Regions from separate parts of the Zea mays genome. Here region 1 is linked to region 2. A link is a contact called in public Hi-C data. All regions are on one chromosome and are shown on one strand. The core of a region is the stretch at or near the end of the contact, and the rest is flanking DNA. Distances in the headings are between cores, read along the strand shown. Region 1 holds the start of LOC100191344. Region 2 holds the start of LOC100283444 (Aspartate--tRNA ligase 2 cytoplasmic).

Region 1 (2,885 bases), core at 74-2,573, 280 kb before region 2:
TAATAATAATAATTTAGGCATATATCAATTAAGCTAATACAACTTTATAAAAAATATATTTGTATACTATTATTAGCAAGATGTCGGAGATAAAATATATTTATATACTATTATTAGTAAGATGTCAGAGATATTTATGTACTATATTTTTATTAAAAAGGAGTGAGCCGAAGAGCACCCTATAAGTTACAGAATAGAATCATATTCTACTAATATATAAAATCATTTCCTATCCTACATCTATAAATTTGAGATAGACTTATATCTGAACTTGGGAAAATGATGGAATATCAAATTTCAAGCTAAATAGGTTACTTTATAAGGGAAATTATTCATTTTTTTAGAAGATATGAATCAGTTGGAAAAAATGGAGTTACTAAACTAGCCCTAAATGCTCCCATCAACCCCGTGATATGTTGGGCGAGGATATACCTCCTGAATCGTGCAAATTCTATGCATCAATCTCACGTGCCAAACTAAAGTTTCATAACAAGTCTACAACGTGTCACGCGACATGCTAGCACCCCCCATGTCAGTGTGCAACCGACCGTGGAACGCATGTACGTGTCTCGCAAACGTCGTACGAACTAACTATCCGCTTTCGAATGTTCCGATCTATAATTGAATCATCCGCACTATAACTGAAGCTCCTTCAGGAGAATTGAGGGAGGTTGGGTTTCTGTTCCTTACGCGAGCCATCCGGTGTTGCTGAAGGTGTGGAAGAGGAGCGTGCGGCGCCGATCGGCGTCGCACCACGCGGCGACCTGCTCGGAGAGGTCGGCGACCCTGCGCTCGACGCGGCGGCCGAGGTCGAGGCCGACGAGCTCGCGCACGGGCACGACGAACCGCACCGCGCCGACCCCGCGCTCGCGGTAGAGGTCGGCGTAGCGGCGCAGGTGCTTCTGGCGCGCGCCGAGCCAGCCGAGCAGCACGACCAGCGTGGCACCCCCGGCAGCACCGCCGCCAGCGAGCGGCGAGGGGGCGGAGTCGCCCGGGGGCGGGTCCCACTCGATGAAAGGGTCGGAGTCGGGCGGCAGGAGGTTGAATGGCACGGAGCCCGGAGGCGCGGCGCCGGAGGGGACGGATAGAGAGGCGGCGGCGGGGCAGGCGAGGCTGGCCCTGCCGCGAAATGTCGCGGGATGGCGCGGCGGGAAGGAGAGAGAGGCGGACACCGGGGCCCGGACCTGGACGCGCCTGAACGCGACGCGCTGGTGCGCAGCGGCGGCCGTGAAGGCCGCGGCGAGGTGGCGGGCGGGGGCCGCAGCCATGGGCGGATGCCGGAAGCGGACTGGGTGGAGCCAAAGCGGCGGCGGCGAAGTGGCGAGGGCGACGAGGAACTGAAACGAGACGAGGCCCGGCCCCCGGCCCCCGGGGGGCTTTATGACGGTGACGGTAAGGGGTGGGTCACTGACGCGTGAGCCCACTCCACACAGGCGTGAGGTACTGTGGATCCCGCGTGGGAGAACGGTTGGGGGCACACATGGCCGCAGTTAATTCGAGCGTGCACGTGGAGGCGCTGACATGTGGGCCAGGAGGACCACGTTTCGTCCACACGCCAAGCAGAGGAATGGAGGATTTTATTATGTACTGGACATCCATGTCTCTTTTACTTGCGAGTCCAATTGGATGCGTGTTACTATGCCTTCAATTAATTAATTTTCTCATGTGTACTTTATGTTCCCTTTATACAGATAAATAATGTCGAGAAAGAAAAGCCTGTCCAAACCGCAGGAAAACACTCTATCCATACAACAAACCATTTTAGGCTCGCAAATCAGTGGCATTTGTTTCAGAATATCAATGGTGTAGGACATCCACGTTCGGCCGAGTAGCCAAGATTCAGAATGGGCACAACCATCCACAGATGAAATCTAGATCTGCGATTCGTCTTAGACTATACATGCATTCCGTTTCCATCTTTTTTTTTACTCGAGGTCATGATGTTGTAATGAATTTATGGATGGAATGCCATGTGCATGTGCAGTGCAGGATACCAGTAGTAGGAGAGAGAACATCCGGCAATCAATGGCGTCCTAGGCCAGGAAGAACACGGCAACGCTGCCCCAGCAGGCTGCCACCGACGGAAGCTAAACGCTACTAGATGACTCAAGCTATGGTCGATCAAACCAGAGCAAAAGCACTTCAGCGCAATCGTCGACCTGGCCTCCAAAACCAAAACATTATGTTCGCAATCACATGATAAATAGTCGGTCCAAACCCAAGCAACTGCAACTGTTCGTCGGAGAGACCATAGAGAAGTTCTTCGGAAGCAAAGAGTACACAAGAGTCACAACTCACAACAATTTTCTAAAGAAGCAGTCTAGTCTTTTGGGAACTCAGAATGCAGCGTGAGGTTGGTGGGTTCATATGGGGCTTCTAGATGTCCATGGGTGCAGGTGCAGCAGCAGCAGCATCTTCTGGGCCCCTCTCCTCCTCCTGCATGGAGCTGGCCTCCTCCGCGGGCGCCTCCTCGGCGACCTCCATGGAGTCGATAAGTTCCTGTATCCTTGCGGCGCCAATCATCTCGAACGGCTCGATGGTGCCGTCCTCCTTCCTGCCTACGATGGCCACCGTGCAGTTGGAGCTGGACAGCTTCTCACCCTGCAGCGTCTCCTTTATGGCGGAGAGGGCGTCCTTGATGAGCTGCTCCGGGGTGTAGTCATTGTAGCCCTGGAACCTGCGCTCCAAGAAAGTCTTGGCGGCTTGGGAACGAGAACCGATGGCGAATGCCTGGTACTCAAAGTAGTTCCCGCTGGGGCAGTTGTAGTACAGATGAGCCCCTGACTCGTCCAGTCCAGCAACTAGGAGGCCAACACCATAGGGCCTCTTCCATGACCGCTGTGTGCAAACCTACATCGACAATTAAAAAGGGTCAATACTCATCC
Region 2 (2,904 bases), core at 260-2,759:
GAAATCACCCACCAGATCCTTAACGACATGAGCCAGAATTTAACCCTAGTCTGCCATCTCTTAAAGTTTTGACCATCGGCAAACCGGTCAGGTTTCAGTGCATCCGAAGGTCCAGCCATGTTAATTCTATCAGGTTTCTGGATTGTTGGAAAATTAATAGGGCCTAAGATTATTTTGATAATGCAACATAAAACAAAAACCCAGATCTACTGGCAGATAATATCCATGACATTAGAACAAAACAAATCTGAACTAACTCAACAAGATTAACACATAAAATAAGAATTGACAACAGATCTAACCATAAGACCGTCATTGCAACAAACTGTAATTGCAGATTTACTCACAGTGATTTCCACGAGTTCTGTAGAGGAACCCGAGTGGACGTGCGCGAAGCACTTCCCAGAAACCTGATTCGTCGGCACCCGTGCAGATTGTCAAAACGTCGGTGGTGGTTCGGAGACACCGCTTTCCCTTGATATGCTGCGCGGCAGATGAAGGGACGGTAGGGCAGATAAGCGGCGAAGCAGAGAATTGAGAAGAAGAGGATGAGTCGGTTGCTGTTCGCCTATGTCCTTCGACTGAAGGACGTCTGCCCTTTATAGACGGGCTGCCACAACCCCTTGATTCGATCTACTAAATCCAGGAACCGCCCCCTCGAATATCTCTACGTGCAACCGCTCGGAGATCTCACACGTAATGTGCGTGCCCATTACTCCTAGTTGACGTGACAATCTTTGTGTGATATTTGACAACCAAATAAACAAAGACAAAACTTAAACTACCGTTTAGAACTCGTCACGATGATCGCGCATCGTCATAAGTCACGCGATAAATAACGCGAAACGCGAGCGAGCGCGCGCGTGTGGCAGCCTCCATAACCCTTTATTTGTCTCATGTGAAGAGTAGGGAACACTCCCACATATAAGTTGGTTATCTCCTATCTAGATGGACGATATGAGACTAAAGTCTCGTGCCATCTCTACACACCACATTGGCTTTCTTATTGAATTGGGGCACACACTAGTGGGCCTAATTCCAACAACATTGTCATGTCTTTCGATGTAATCGGATCTGCGTGAGGAGGCTTCCGGAGTTCCAGTCGTGGAAGGCGGCGGTGAGAACCCATCGGCCGGGGGAAAGCTGCCGGCGCCTCACGGGCAAAGGCCACCGGCCGGGGAACGCGAGCGGCGGCGCCCTGTACAGAGGAAACGAGCGAGAGAGAGTTCGTACGCGGGACTGGTTTCCGTTACGGAGGACACGATCACGTGGATTGGGTGATATTAAGTCGTTTTAAATCCATCGTAAGTCAAAATCTATTCCAAACCATCTCAAAACACTACTAAAATAATCGAACAAGCCCTTAAACTTGTTTGGTGTAATATTGATCCCAACTCACATATGTTGAGTTGGATTGGAGTCAATACTACTATCCAAACTAAGCCTAGCTGGGCTTCCATTCCCTGGCCCATCGAGCCCACTTACACGTTAACTTACCCTATTCTTTCTGCTCAACTTGGCCTCACGCACGATAGCCGCCGCCGTCGACCAGAGCACTCCCCCGTCGTCGCCACGATGTCGTCTGAGCCTCCACCCGCCTCCTCTGCCGCCGCCGGAGAGGAACTCGCTGCTGACCTTTCCGCCGCTACCCTCAGCAAGAAGCAGCAGAAGAAGGACGCGAGGAAGGCGGAGAAGGCAGAGCAGCGCCAGCGTCAGCAGCAGCAGCAGCAGCAGCCGGCGGACGCCGAGGACCCGTTCGCGGCCAACTACGGCGAGGTCCCCGTCGAGGAGATCCAGTCAAAGGCCATCTCCGGCCGCTCGTGGTCCCATGTCGGCGACCTCGACGACTCCGCTGCGGGCCGCTCCGTGCTTATCCGCGGAGCCGCGCAGGCCATCCGTCCGGTCAGCAAGAAGATGGCTTTCGTCGTGCTGCGCCAGAGTATGAGCACCGTGCAGTGCGTGCTCGTCGCCAGCGCCGACGCCGGCGTCAGCACGCAGATGGTGCGCTTCGCCACCGCCCTCAGCAAGGAGTCCATCGTCGACGTTGAGGGCGTCGTCTCCCTCCCAAAGGAGCCCCTCAAGGCCACCACACAGCAGGTTCGTCTGGCTTGTCTTCTGGAATTCACTGATGTCTATTGGATGATTAGTGTATTTCCTCATGTCTTTAGGATGGTGTTTTTTTTAAGTAGCTAGGACGATGAATTAGCATGGGATGTCTGTGCTGTTTGGGCATATAGGTTTGTTGCTAGTATAAATTAGGTTTGCTGGTGTAGTCTAATTCGCGCTTCAATCTATTACATGCCTTACCAAACATGCTTTGTTTCGATCCCATGACAAGACATATTCACCTAATGAATGGGTTGTCTCTGTGGTTGCTTTGGCTGTAATCTGCAGGTTGAGATCCAAGTGAGGAAGATCTATTGCATCAATAGGGCTATTCCGACCCTTCCAATTAACCTTGAAGATGCGGCTCGGAGTGAGGCAGATTTTGAGAAGGCTGAATTGGTATGTTCTATGCACATCCTGTGATTTCCATTGCATTTTGTTTCAAGAAACTGCTCTATTCTGTGCTTAGTTTTTTTTGCCTATGATTTTTAGATTCATATTGAAGTTCTTAAACTGACTGTTCCTATGATTGAAGGCTGGAGAAAAGCTTGTTCGCGTTGGCCAAGATACCCGCTTGAACTACAGAGCTATTGATCTACGAACACCCTCGAACCAAGCCATATTCCGGATCCAGTGTCAAGTTGAAAACGTGAGTGTGTCATACTATTTTTATTGTTAATCTGTTATCGTTCATGTATGTGTGGTGCTTTAGCTAGAATTGTTCTTCATTCAGCGACTATAGTGAGTCTGCAAAACCTTCATGCTTCCAGAATAGAAGAATTGTCTTCGGTAAAAGGG

Evidence for each region. Hi-C and Micro-C count contacts between places; a contact is called where the count stands out from the background.
Region 1: a contact with region 2 is called in a Hi-C map of tassel, with 4 times the contacts expected there. The contact joins the promoter of LOC100191344 here to the promoter of LOC100283444 in region 2. A contact is called at or near these places in 4 of 25 Hi-C or Micro-C datasets (ear, endosperm, leaf and 1 more).

The regions. Positions count from the first base shown.
Region 1 is chr5:78,298,050-78,300,934 of Zm-B73-REFERENCE-NAM-5.0, reverse strand. It overlaps LOC100191344, which reads right to left and starts at 1,323. Exons shown (of 4, transcript NM_001136778.1): 1 at 691-1,323. The coding sequence starts at 1,268. It overlaps LOC100282706 (proteasome subunit alpha type 1), which reads right to left. Exons shown (of 2, transcript NM_001155613.1): 2 at 2,189-2,850. The coding sequence ends at 2,377.
Region 2 is chr5:78,017,517-78,020,420 of Zm-B73-REFERENCE-NAM-5.0, reverse strand. LOC100283444 (Aspartate--tRNA ligase 2 cytoplasmic) reads left to right here and starts at 1,509. Exons shown (of 10, transcript NM_001156345.2): 1 at 1,509-2,097; 2 at 2,395-2,505; 3 at 2,642-2,755. The coding sequence starts at 1,576.